Linked DNA regions of Dromaius novaehollandiae: region 2 is linked to region 1. Evidence: chromatin contacts called from public Hi-C data. All regions are on one chromosome and are shown on one strand. The core of a region is the stretch at or near the end of the contact, and the rest is flanking DNA. Distances in the headings are between cores, read along the strand shown.

Region 1 (5,172 bases), core at 1,207-3,706:
CTATTTTGCTGTTTGCTTCTTTAATGCAAACTTTTCTGAGATCTGTAGTTTGCTCCCCCATAATATGGGAAAGGATTTTTTCTTTCTTTCTTTCTTTCTTTCTTCCTTTCTTCCTTTCTTTAACTGTCAGGAAGAATTTTCTAGTGGGTAAAATGTTTTTTTTTCTTGTTGAAATTCTGTCCTGCTATCTCCCCTTTCCTCCATCATGGATACAAGGAATAAATTGCTTCCCTTCTTTATGACGGTGTTTTATGTACTTAGAGATAGTTCTTATGTTCCTCCTCAGCCTGTTCTCCTGCACGCTAAACAGGTCAAATACACTCAGTCCTTCCTCCCAGGTTATGTTTTCTAGACCTCGATCATTCCCATCAATCTCCTCTGGACTATCTCCAACAAGTTCTTATTTTCTTTAAGAGCAGCCCCCAGTGCAGTACTCCAGCTGAAGTTTAACTGGTGCTGTGTAGGATGGACAGATGACTCTTCCAGTCTTGCAGGCTACACTTCTATTTATACACCTCAGTGTGATGTTTCTTTTTTTTTTGGAAGTAGCATGATGTTGTTGACTCATTTTCAGCTTGTGATCCATAGTAATGTCCGTGTTTTTTCAGAGTTGCTGCTTAATCTCTGTCTTCCAGTGCCTGTTCAGTTGACTGTCACTATGTAACTACAGTAAATTGTGCACATCCCTTTTGAATAACATTACATTTCTCTTGGTCTGTACCTCTGATTTGCTATGATCTTTTTGAATTCTGTACCTCTCTTTCAGTATACTCCCAGATCTGCAAATATGATAAGCACAATGTGTTCCATTACCCAAATCAATCATGAAAATACTGTGCTGCACTGGACCCTGGGCATACCTTGTGGGGCCCTATGTGATATGTAACTCTGCACTGATAGTGGATCATATCTAACTCTTCTACTATGGTTTGCCAGCCCATTTTACACACTTTGATAGTAGTTTCATGTAGCTGTGTTTCTCTAGTTTATTTATGCAAATGCCATGTGCCATAATGTGAGAAAAGGTACTAGTGTCATGGGAGCTTTTATCTCCTACGCATGATTATAGGAGTTGCACTGAAGGAGGACAAGCCCCTCTACTAAGTTACCAGTGGCAATAATGGCAAATAATTCAAAACTCTACAAGACTTTAGGAAGTGAAGTACCAGGACACAATAAGTATTAGAAGGAAGTATGGAATTAAAATACCCTTAAGACTATCAATGCATCCTGAATTCATATGTTGCTGAACGTGTGGATATTCATCTCTAGCTTGTTTCATCATGCTGATGAAACAACTTGCATCACTTTTCTGCCTTGAAACAAAAGAAAGCTTGGGGACTGGTAGAATCAGGTAGGGAGGAGGATATTGTGGATAAGGAAATTTTGCTTTTCAAGGAGCAATTCTTCCTCTTTGTGTATTGTTAAAAAGTTCAGGTACAAAAAAAATCATGAAAAAGAAAAACAGATGGAGCTACAAACCAAACCATGGAATAGATTCATTTTGGTGTGCAGGGAGAGGATACAGCACTTGGATGGAAAACAGACCCATCTAAATGAACAAAATTACCAAGCTGGATGTTGTACTTCCCATCCACAGATCTTACAGGTTTTACCAAAGGAGGTCTACAATGTAATGCAAAATACTACCAGATTATACCAATTTTTCAGAAAGAAGAATGTGGTATTAACTGTGACTTGTCCTATTGTAGCTGGCAGGAGTGTGGCAGGGCTGCAAATATCTTGGGGTTTCCCCTGGGACGATCTCATGCCTCCTTCACAAAATCCCACACTGCGCTGAGTTTACTATGCTTTTTCTCTCTAGATGATTACCATGTAACACTTTGTGGTCTGCCATTAGCACTTCAAAAGGCCAGCTGTTCCCTCAGATTATCAGTTAACTGGTTATTTCTAAATAGGCTATGGTTATTGCCCTGGGGAGATTCTAGGATGGAATATAAGTATTTTTGTTTTGTTTGACAGGTTTTTCTGAGGCTCACTTTTGGAGAGTTAGCATAAATTTCCACATAGGATAAAAGTCTTCAAGAAATCCATATACTGTCTTATTAGCATCTAATGATGTAGTTCATTCTAGCTTATGTATTTATCTATCACTCATTAATATTACAGTGCGTGTCAAATCCTTCTTTTCAAAATTACATCTCTATAGAAAGAGTATGGGCAATCTCCTTCACTGTACAAAACTCAGGAGCTTTAATGGTGTATATATGTCATTTGTATTTATTTGTGTCATCACGTGGATCTATTTTGCATGCCCTCGTACAGTCCCCTCTTGAAGCACAAGGAGAGTGACATGCTGTGATAATTTTATTTCAAGTTCTGTATTTTGTAGGCTTGAGTTTCATGTCGTAGTTTACTTAGAGACACAGTAGATGGCAGTGCATAACATAAATTACCCCTTTACTGCATACTTCTATTCCCAGCGGTAGCTGTCGGGAGCCAGTGAGATTACATGGGAGGGCACCCCCGATCCTTCTGCTCCCTGCAGAGAAAAGAAGGAGGTTTCTGCAAAGCAGCACATGCTGAAGCATTGCTTTTGTTTAGTAGATCAGGAGTGCTGAATCAGCAAAGGAAATTATTGCCGATTTAGCCAGGCTTAATCACTGGTAGAGCAGAGTAGGGAGGCTCTGAATGCCTCCTACCTCCTGACAGAGTGTGGTTTTCAGTGGATGCCAGTCCCCGGCTATTTTTGTTTTCACCCATGTTTTTGTCTTCCACTTAAAAGATCATTAATGAATTCAAATAATCCTCTTGATTCATGTTCTTAATATCTTTGATGCTTTGAAATCTAGGCAATTTGCCAGTCAAACTCATTTTTCCCCATTTGTCCTCATAGCTCTGTATTTATGTAAATGTTAGAACACTCATTCTTGGTACTTTGTGACATTGAACTAATTTGCCAAAATTTTTGTATGAAACTTCTCTTCCCAAATTCTGATGTGGGCTTCATCAATCTGATCTGGTGTGCAGGGATAATTTGAAGTAGGGAAAAAAGGGAGGATGGAGGGGAGAAGGAGGAAACATGACTTCCACGAATGCCTAGAAAACTAATACAGGACTACTGTGATACCAGGAACTGGCAAAACAAGGAAGAAAGCCCCTAAATTAGTTTTGTGTAGAAAACCCATTGCTTGCAGCACTGAACTAATCCAAGTAGATTCCAGCTCCTGGATCCAGAGTTGGTAGCTGTACAGATATGTTATGGTGCTTTCCAGAGTCAGATTGCTCATGTCAAGGCAGTTTCTGGTTTGAAAACTGTCTGGAGCATTATTAGATAAAACCAACATCTGATGTTACACTTGGAAATTTATTGGTAGCCAATGCCCAACATGGTCTCAGTATTCAAATTCTAAGGATTTGCCTGAGCTCCCTCAGTAACTGGGATAGTACTACTTTCTAAAAGAGCTCTCTGAATAGCTTGAATGTCAATTTTTTTAGAATTATGACAGAAGCACCAGAATAGTCCATTAGGTTGTCTCTTCTGTTTAATGCCAATTCTCCACCTGCAAAAGCAGCGGTCAGGTAATGACATAACTTGCATCACCTGGAATTCATAGGAAAGAGAGATCTTGTCCTCTTTGTTTTGATTAGAGATTCCTCCTCTCTTCAGCTGAGAAGAGAGACAGAAGGTTTTCTTATTTTCTCTGCCATGGGATTGTAAGGAGTATAAAGACGCATCTCGTCACATGGAGAATAATCTAATTACCAAAAGTGCTACTTAAAATGACAAACAAGGGAAAATGGCAATTGTTTTTGATAGACTGAGATGCAGACAGCATCTTTCAGTGAAAATGAAATAAAACCACAAGTGTCCAGTTGATCCTCTGGAAGGAGGATTATTTTTTAAGCAAACACATGATCCACCTGTAGGAATTAGTATATGGAACCAAGTAGTAAAAGTAATTATTTTTCTCAAGTGACCCACTCAGCATGAACTCTTTAGCCTCCAGCATGTATCATTTTGAATCAGAAGATGTGGGAAAATGGCTTACTCTATCTCTGTCCTAAAAGACAAGGAGATCAGAGCTGTTCATTTAGGATCGGCTTCTTAAAGTGTATGATCTCATTCAGAATGACTAAATAGGAGGAGAGGCCTGTTTTCAAAACAGAGGTCTTTGCAGGGAGTGCTGATTGGGAAGTAGGTCGGGAATCCCTGTGTGCAGTGGTGTTTGCAGGGAAAGCTCACCCTGTGCTCCTCTGGGAGGGTGTTTCTCTGAGAGCTTATCTCCCTTGGGAGATTCCTGTAGATGTTTGGTGCTATACCAGAACAAGCAGTTCTTCCTGGGCAGACACAAACTGAATGCAGTCTCTTCCACTGCTGAGAACTGTGTATCTGAATAAATGCTTCTCACTTTCTGACCTTCCCTGCATTTTCTGCAGTTCTGCAGAGATTCCTCTGGTGGCTGGTGGTGCGAGTACTAGCATGACCCAAGAGCAGGCTAATGGAAAGGTAGAGTTATCTCCTAATACTTGGATCTCCTAGACCAGGTGTTCTGAGATGGTGGGACGTGCTCATGGTTAATGAACACTGCGTGAGGAGGTGAATGGTTCTTCCGATGCAGGAGGGGATGGGGCCAGACTCTTTTCAGTGGTGCCCACTGACGGGATGAGAGGCAACGGGTACAAACTGAAACACAGGAAATCCCACCTGAACACATGAAAACATTTCTTCACTGTGAGGGTGGATGAACACTGGAACAGGTTGTCCAGAGAGATGGGGGAGTATCCATCCTTGGAGATGCTTGAAATCCAACTGGACATAGTCCTGGGCAACCTGCTGTAGCTGACCTTGCTTGAGCAGGGGTGTTAGTCTAGCAGTCCCTTCCAACCCCAACTATTCTGGGATTCGGTGAGTGAAGCCCAGCAAAGAGCTGAGAGGTACTACAGCTGCCTTGGCCAGTGGAATTAATTTAGGAAAACCTAAAAATAGCAGAGGTCCATGGGGGCAGATGTCCATGTCATGGCCAGCAACTTAGAAGGTAGCTCTGACTTTCACCTCAAAAAGGCCAAAGATTTAATGAACAAAAGGCCTACATTTTTGTTTTTCCCTGAGTGTCATTCCTCCAGGACAGGCCTGAATGGACAGAAATGGCACTAGCACTCTGGGGACATCTTCACAGCTGTGAAATTGTGAAGAAGCTCATCAGTCAG
Region 2 (5,172 bases), core at 1,119-3,618, 820 kb after region 1:
AATGCATCTGAGACTGACACAGGGAGTGCATATATTTTCCAGATTATTTGCTTGTCCAATAACTCTGCAGAAGAGCTTGTGGAACTGAGCATATAGAATAACATGAAAAAAAGGCATTTTTGTTTTCTTTTGGAGTTATAAAACATTGAAACAGCTGAAAAACACATTGAGTTGGTAAAGCACACACCATCAAAACTCCCACAGCCATTCTGTGAAATTTTCCAGCGACACTACTCTGAAATTCAGACGCAGCCACGTTTGAAAGTGAAATTGCCTATGCCCATGCAGCCACGTTTGAAAGTGAAATTGCCTATGCCCATGCAGGTGGACGGATGAGTTTTGCTAGCGAGCGCGTGGTCCTGCCATGGTCTTCAAGCAGGTCTTCTCAGGGGCTGTGTTGCATCAAGCCATCCAACAGTAAAACACGACCTGTTTAACGTCCAAGGGAAGAGAGCAAACACGACGCTGGGAGTCTCCTTGGGAAGCGGGCGAGGACCGCGAAGCCGCCAGCTTCGCGGAAGGCCGTCCTCGCCTCGCGGCCGAGGTGCTGCCAGGAGGCGAGGCGAGGCTCCGCCTCCCGCCCTCCCATCTCCGCTGCCTCAGGTGCCGCGGCCCCGCGCACACCCACGCCTCGGCGCGGGGATGCGGAGGCTCCCGGCAGCCGCCCCCGGCCCCAGCCGCGGCGGCGGGCGGGCTCCCAGCAGCCGCTGCCGCCGAGCGCCCGCGGAGCCCCCGGCCCCGCCTCCCCGGGCACCGGCCCCGCCGTCGCCACGGCGACCGGGGCGGGCGGACAAAGGGCCGCGGAAGCCCCCGGGCCCGGCGCGGCCCCCTGCCCGCCAGCGCCCCTCGCGCCCCCGCCGCGTGGGCAGGGCGGCGGCCGCGCAAGCCGCGCGCGGGGCCGCGCCGCCCGCAGGGGCGCGTCGGGAGCGCGGTGCTCGGCGGGGTTTGCGCGGGGGGAGACGGCAGCTCGGCGGCGGGGCTGGCACGCGTGTGTTTTCTCCACGGTGCGAGCCTTCTCCCTGCGTAGTACGCGCGGAGGGGGTATATGCGAAATGCAGCGGGAGGAGGAGGAGGGGGGGTGAAGGGGGGGAGAGAGAGCGCTTGATCTAAAAAACAAATTTCCCTTCGTGCATGTTGCCCACAAGAAGCGAAATATTCCCTTGACTGATTCTCCTGTTGCTAAAAATAAAGCTCGCTCTCGTTAGGGTTATTGAAATGCAGCGGACACACAAAGCGCGTCGGATTCGCCAGCCCCGTGTAATCCTTGGGGAGAGAAAGGTGGGCGGTTGGCCGGGTGTCGTACATTCCCGAGCCCTTCATTATTTTAATAATTTTACCATCCTTGTTTATAAACAGCCAGGCGTTTGGAGATCACCCGAGTTTTGGAAATGAGTGTTCTGACGTTCATTTCTGCTCCCCGAAAGGGGGTGGGGGTAGTCTGAACCAGCCTTTTCGCCTTTTACACCGGAGAAAGCCGAGCGGCTCCCTGCGCTGCCCGCATACGGGTCTCCCCTCCCCCCGGAGAAAGGAAATCAATCAGATCCGCGGTATTTCGCACAAACTAGCGCTGCTAAACGCTCGAGATGACCGTTAATTCGAATGCATTAGTTTCGAGTTACATCTTATTCGGGGGTTTAAATTCAACGTAAATACCCACTTAGGGCTCAGAGTCGAGAAAGCGCCAATGTTCCTCCGGTACGTCGCTTCGCCCACTACTTTGGTGAACGAAAATGCAATCTTCAAATGGGTCACCGGCTCAGAAAATACTTTAAAAACACAAATCAGGAACAATCAGACAGCAGAATTTAATTAGAGCCGTAGGGTAATCGCAAAATATTTTATTTCTAGCCAATATCGCTGTGGGGGAGGGGGGCCGTTTCTGCTTCGGCAGCGTCTCCTGCCGCTGCTGCGTTCAGCGTTTGCAACATCTGGCCTACAGACCTACTAATTTCGACTCGTGATCTCGTTTGGCGAAACTCGATCTACGTGGTTCAAATACCTTCCAAATTGGGGGCGATTTAACAATCGCGACCAATTAAACCCAGGGACAAAAAAAAAGAAAGAAAGAAAAAAAGCAGCAAATCCCCTCCTCTGTCTCCCCTCTCCTCCCCCCCCACCCAGCCTCGCACACTATCTGTTGCTCTCTCGCGGCAGAGGGTGGGGGCGGCGGCACGGGCTCGCGCTCGCACACCCCTCGCACCACCGTACCTGCCCCGCCCGCCCCGCTCTGTCTGCGCGCCGCGCGGCGCCCGCCGGCGCGGAGCAGCGCGCGCCCGCGCAGCCCGGCGCGCGCCCGCGCGCGGCGTTCATTGTCGGCCGGGGGCTGATTTCAAACCGCTGCCATCGCGGCTCCATTGTTCGCCGGGCGCGCAGGCCCCGCCCCCCTTTGTGTGGCGCGGCGGCGATTGGCCGGCGCCGGGCGGAGGGCTGCCGTCACCGCTCGGGAAGCCCATTCATCTGTGCACTTGGGCGTTGGACTCCGCATCTTATTAGCAACCAGGGAGATTTCTCCATTTTCTCCTTGTCTACAGTACGGCTACAAATCTGGGATTTTTTATTAACTCTTTTTACTAAACTTGGGCTCCTTTTTTTTTTTTGCTCGACTTTTTCCTCCCTTTTTTCCCCTCCCTCCTGTGCTGCTGCTTTTTGATCTCTTCAACTTTACATTTTTTAAAAGGAGTGCATTATAATCGGTTCTGTTCTCTCTTCTCTTTTTTTTTCCCCTCTGGTGTGTGTGTGTGTTGCTGCTGCTGCTGGTCGCCCAGTATTTATACCAACCCAACGCTCTTTGTTTCCCCTCTTTTTGGATCTGTTGAGTTTCTTTGTTGAATAAGACAGCATGGGTGCCCAGTTCTCCAAGACCGCTGCAAAGGGCGAAGCCTCCGCTGAGAAACCTGGAGAAGCAGTGGCTGCATCTCCATCCAAGGCGAATGGACAGGTAAAAAAAAAAAAAAAAATTAAACCTACTTATTTTTTTAAGCCAACTTCGACGGACTCTCTTTTGCATCCTGCTTAATTCTTCTTCTTTTGAAGCCCCGGTGGCACATTCAATGGAGAATACGGTCAACCCTTTTTATCTTTGCAACTCAAGGCAAAGGAATAATTTCTTTACGTTTTAGAACGGGCTTGGCTTTGAGTGCTTTATTTCTTTATCTTTCCTGCGGGGGGGGGGGGGGGGACATCGTTCAAAAAAAAAAATCCCAAATCCCTCGTGTATTATCTCGAAGGGTCCCCGTGGCTCATGAACGGAAGGATCTCATGCAGCTCGGCTTTGCTGCCCTCTCTCCCTCCCGCTCCCGAAGACGACCGCTGACCGGCCCCGCTCGCCCCTCGCGGGCGGGGTGGCCGCGGAGCAGCGGGCTGCGCCGGGGCGGGCTGCGCCGCTGCGCGCGGCTGCGAGCGCCCCGTCCTCGCCGGGGGGCCGCGGCAGGGCGCGGGGGTGGGGGAAGCTTTGTGTCACCCCTGTGCGATGCGGCACCCCCCGCTGCCGCGCACTGCTGCGCGGGGCGGCCAGCCGCGCCCCGCGACCCCTGGGCTCGTTGGAGTTGCAGCGGGGGCCCCTTCGACCAAACCGCGGAGGAGGGGGGGACGAGGGGCACTATCCCCCCCCACCCCGTGCGGCGGGGCGGGGGTCGCGGGTGCGGGCGCCGCGGGCTTTGTTCCCCTCCTCCCGCCGCGGCGGGGCTGGACGGGGCGCGCCGGGGCTGCGGCCGCCGCCACGCCTGCAGCAGGCAGCGCCCTCTGCCGGCGCCCGGCCCCGCCGCGGGAGGGGGCCTCGGCCCCCCGGCCGGGCCGCGCCGCCGGGCGGGGGGGAGCCCTGAGAATACCTAAATGTATCAATTAAAATATTGCAAGGGAAATTTGGAGGAGGAGGAGGAGGGCGGCGGCCGCGCATCGGGCGTGGTGATCCGAGGCGGGGGGCCGGGCCCGACCCGTCGGGTCGGGTCCCGCGGGGCCCTCCCGCCCCCCCGAGGCGGCCGCTTGCCCCGGTAACCGGCGTGGGTGTCTTGCAGGAGAACGGCCACGTGAAGGTGAACGGCGACGCCTCCCCCGCCGCGGCGGAGGCGGGCAAGGAGGAGGTGCAGGCCAACGGCAGCGCCCCCGCCGAGGAGACGGGCAAGGAGGAAGCGGCCTCGTCGGAGCCCGCCTCCGAGAAGGAGGCGGCCGAAGCCGAGAGCACCGAGCCGGCCTCGCCCGCCGAGGGAGAGTCCTCCTCCAAGACCGAGGAGGGCGCGACCCCCTCGTCCAGCAGCGAGACCCCGAAAAAAAAAAAGAAGCGCTTTTCCTTCAAGAAGTCCTTTAAGCTCAGCGGCTTCTCCTTCAAAAAGAACAAAAAGGAGGCCGGCGAGGGGGCGGAGAGCGAGGGCGGTGCCGCGGCGGCGGCGGAGGGCGGGAAGGAGGAGGCGGCGGCGGCCCCTGAGGCGGCGGGCGGCGAGGAGGCCAAGGCCGGCGGCGAGGAGCCCTGCGCGGCCGCCGCCGGCAGCACGGAGGAGGCCAAGGAGGAGACGGGGGACTCGCAGGAGGCCACGTCGGACGAGCCGTCGGCCGAGAAGCCGGCAGGCGAGGAGGCTAAGGCGGCGGCGGAGGAGCAGAAGGGCGAGGCCAAGGCGGAGGAGGCCGGCGGCCCCACGAGCGAGGCCCCCACGGGCGAGCAGGAGGCGCCCGAGGCGGAGGAGCCCGCGCCGCCCACGCAGGGCGCCGCCGCCGAGAGCAGTCCGGGCGCCGCGGCGGCCCCGGCGGCGGAGTAAGCGCGGCGGCCCGCAGCCCGGCGGCGGACTTTTCTCCCCCCTGTTTGTTTGTTGGAGTGGTGCCAGGTACTGGTTTCGGAGAACTTGTCTACAACCAGGGATTGATTTAAAAGATGTCTCTTTTCTTTTTTTTCTCTCCCCACAGATCCCATCTCAAATCATTCTGTTACCACCATTCCAACGGGCGGAGGAGGGCCTAAACCCGCCCTCCGCCTCGTTCCTCCTTCTCTGTTTTTTTTTTTATCTTTTTTTTTTTGCATCAGTATTAATGTTTTTGCATACTTTGCATCTTTTATTCAAAATGTAAACTTTCTTTGTCAGTCTATGGACATGCCCATATATGAAGGAGATGGGTGGGTCAATAAGGGATATCAAATGAAGTGATAGGGGCCACAGTGGGGAATTAGTGGTGCACATCAATTGC

The links. A called contact is a pair of places that touch in the nucleus more often than the background predicts.
Region 2: a Hi-C map of liver shows a contact between it and region 1, with 5 times the contacts expected there. The contact joins the promoter of MARCKS here to the enhancer-like site in region 1. A contact is called at or near these places in 2 of 4 Hi-C or Micro-C datasets (brain and liver).

The regions. Positions count from the first base shown.
Region 1 is chr3:52,656,730-52,661,901 of bDroNov1.hap1, forward strand. All of the region lies in intron 1 of LOC135328018 (a long non-coding RNA gene), which reads left to right. Among named protein-coding and RNA genes, the nearest start is that of LAMA4, 50 kb to the left of the region's middle. Within about 2 kb of position 2,457, at least 1 of the 2 cell types and tissues checked has open chromatin away from gene starts, as enhancers often do.
Region 2 is chr3:53,475,924-53,481,095 of bDroNov1.hap1, forward strand. It overlaps MARCKS (myristoylated alanine rich protein kinase C substrate), which reads left to right and starts at 2,369. Exons shown (of 3, transcript XM_064508895.1): 1 at 2,369-2,530; 2 at 2,818-2,938; 3 at 4,014-5,172. The coding sequence starts at 2,840. The coding sequence ends at 4,748.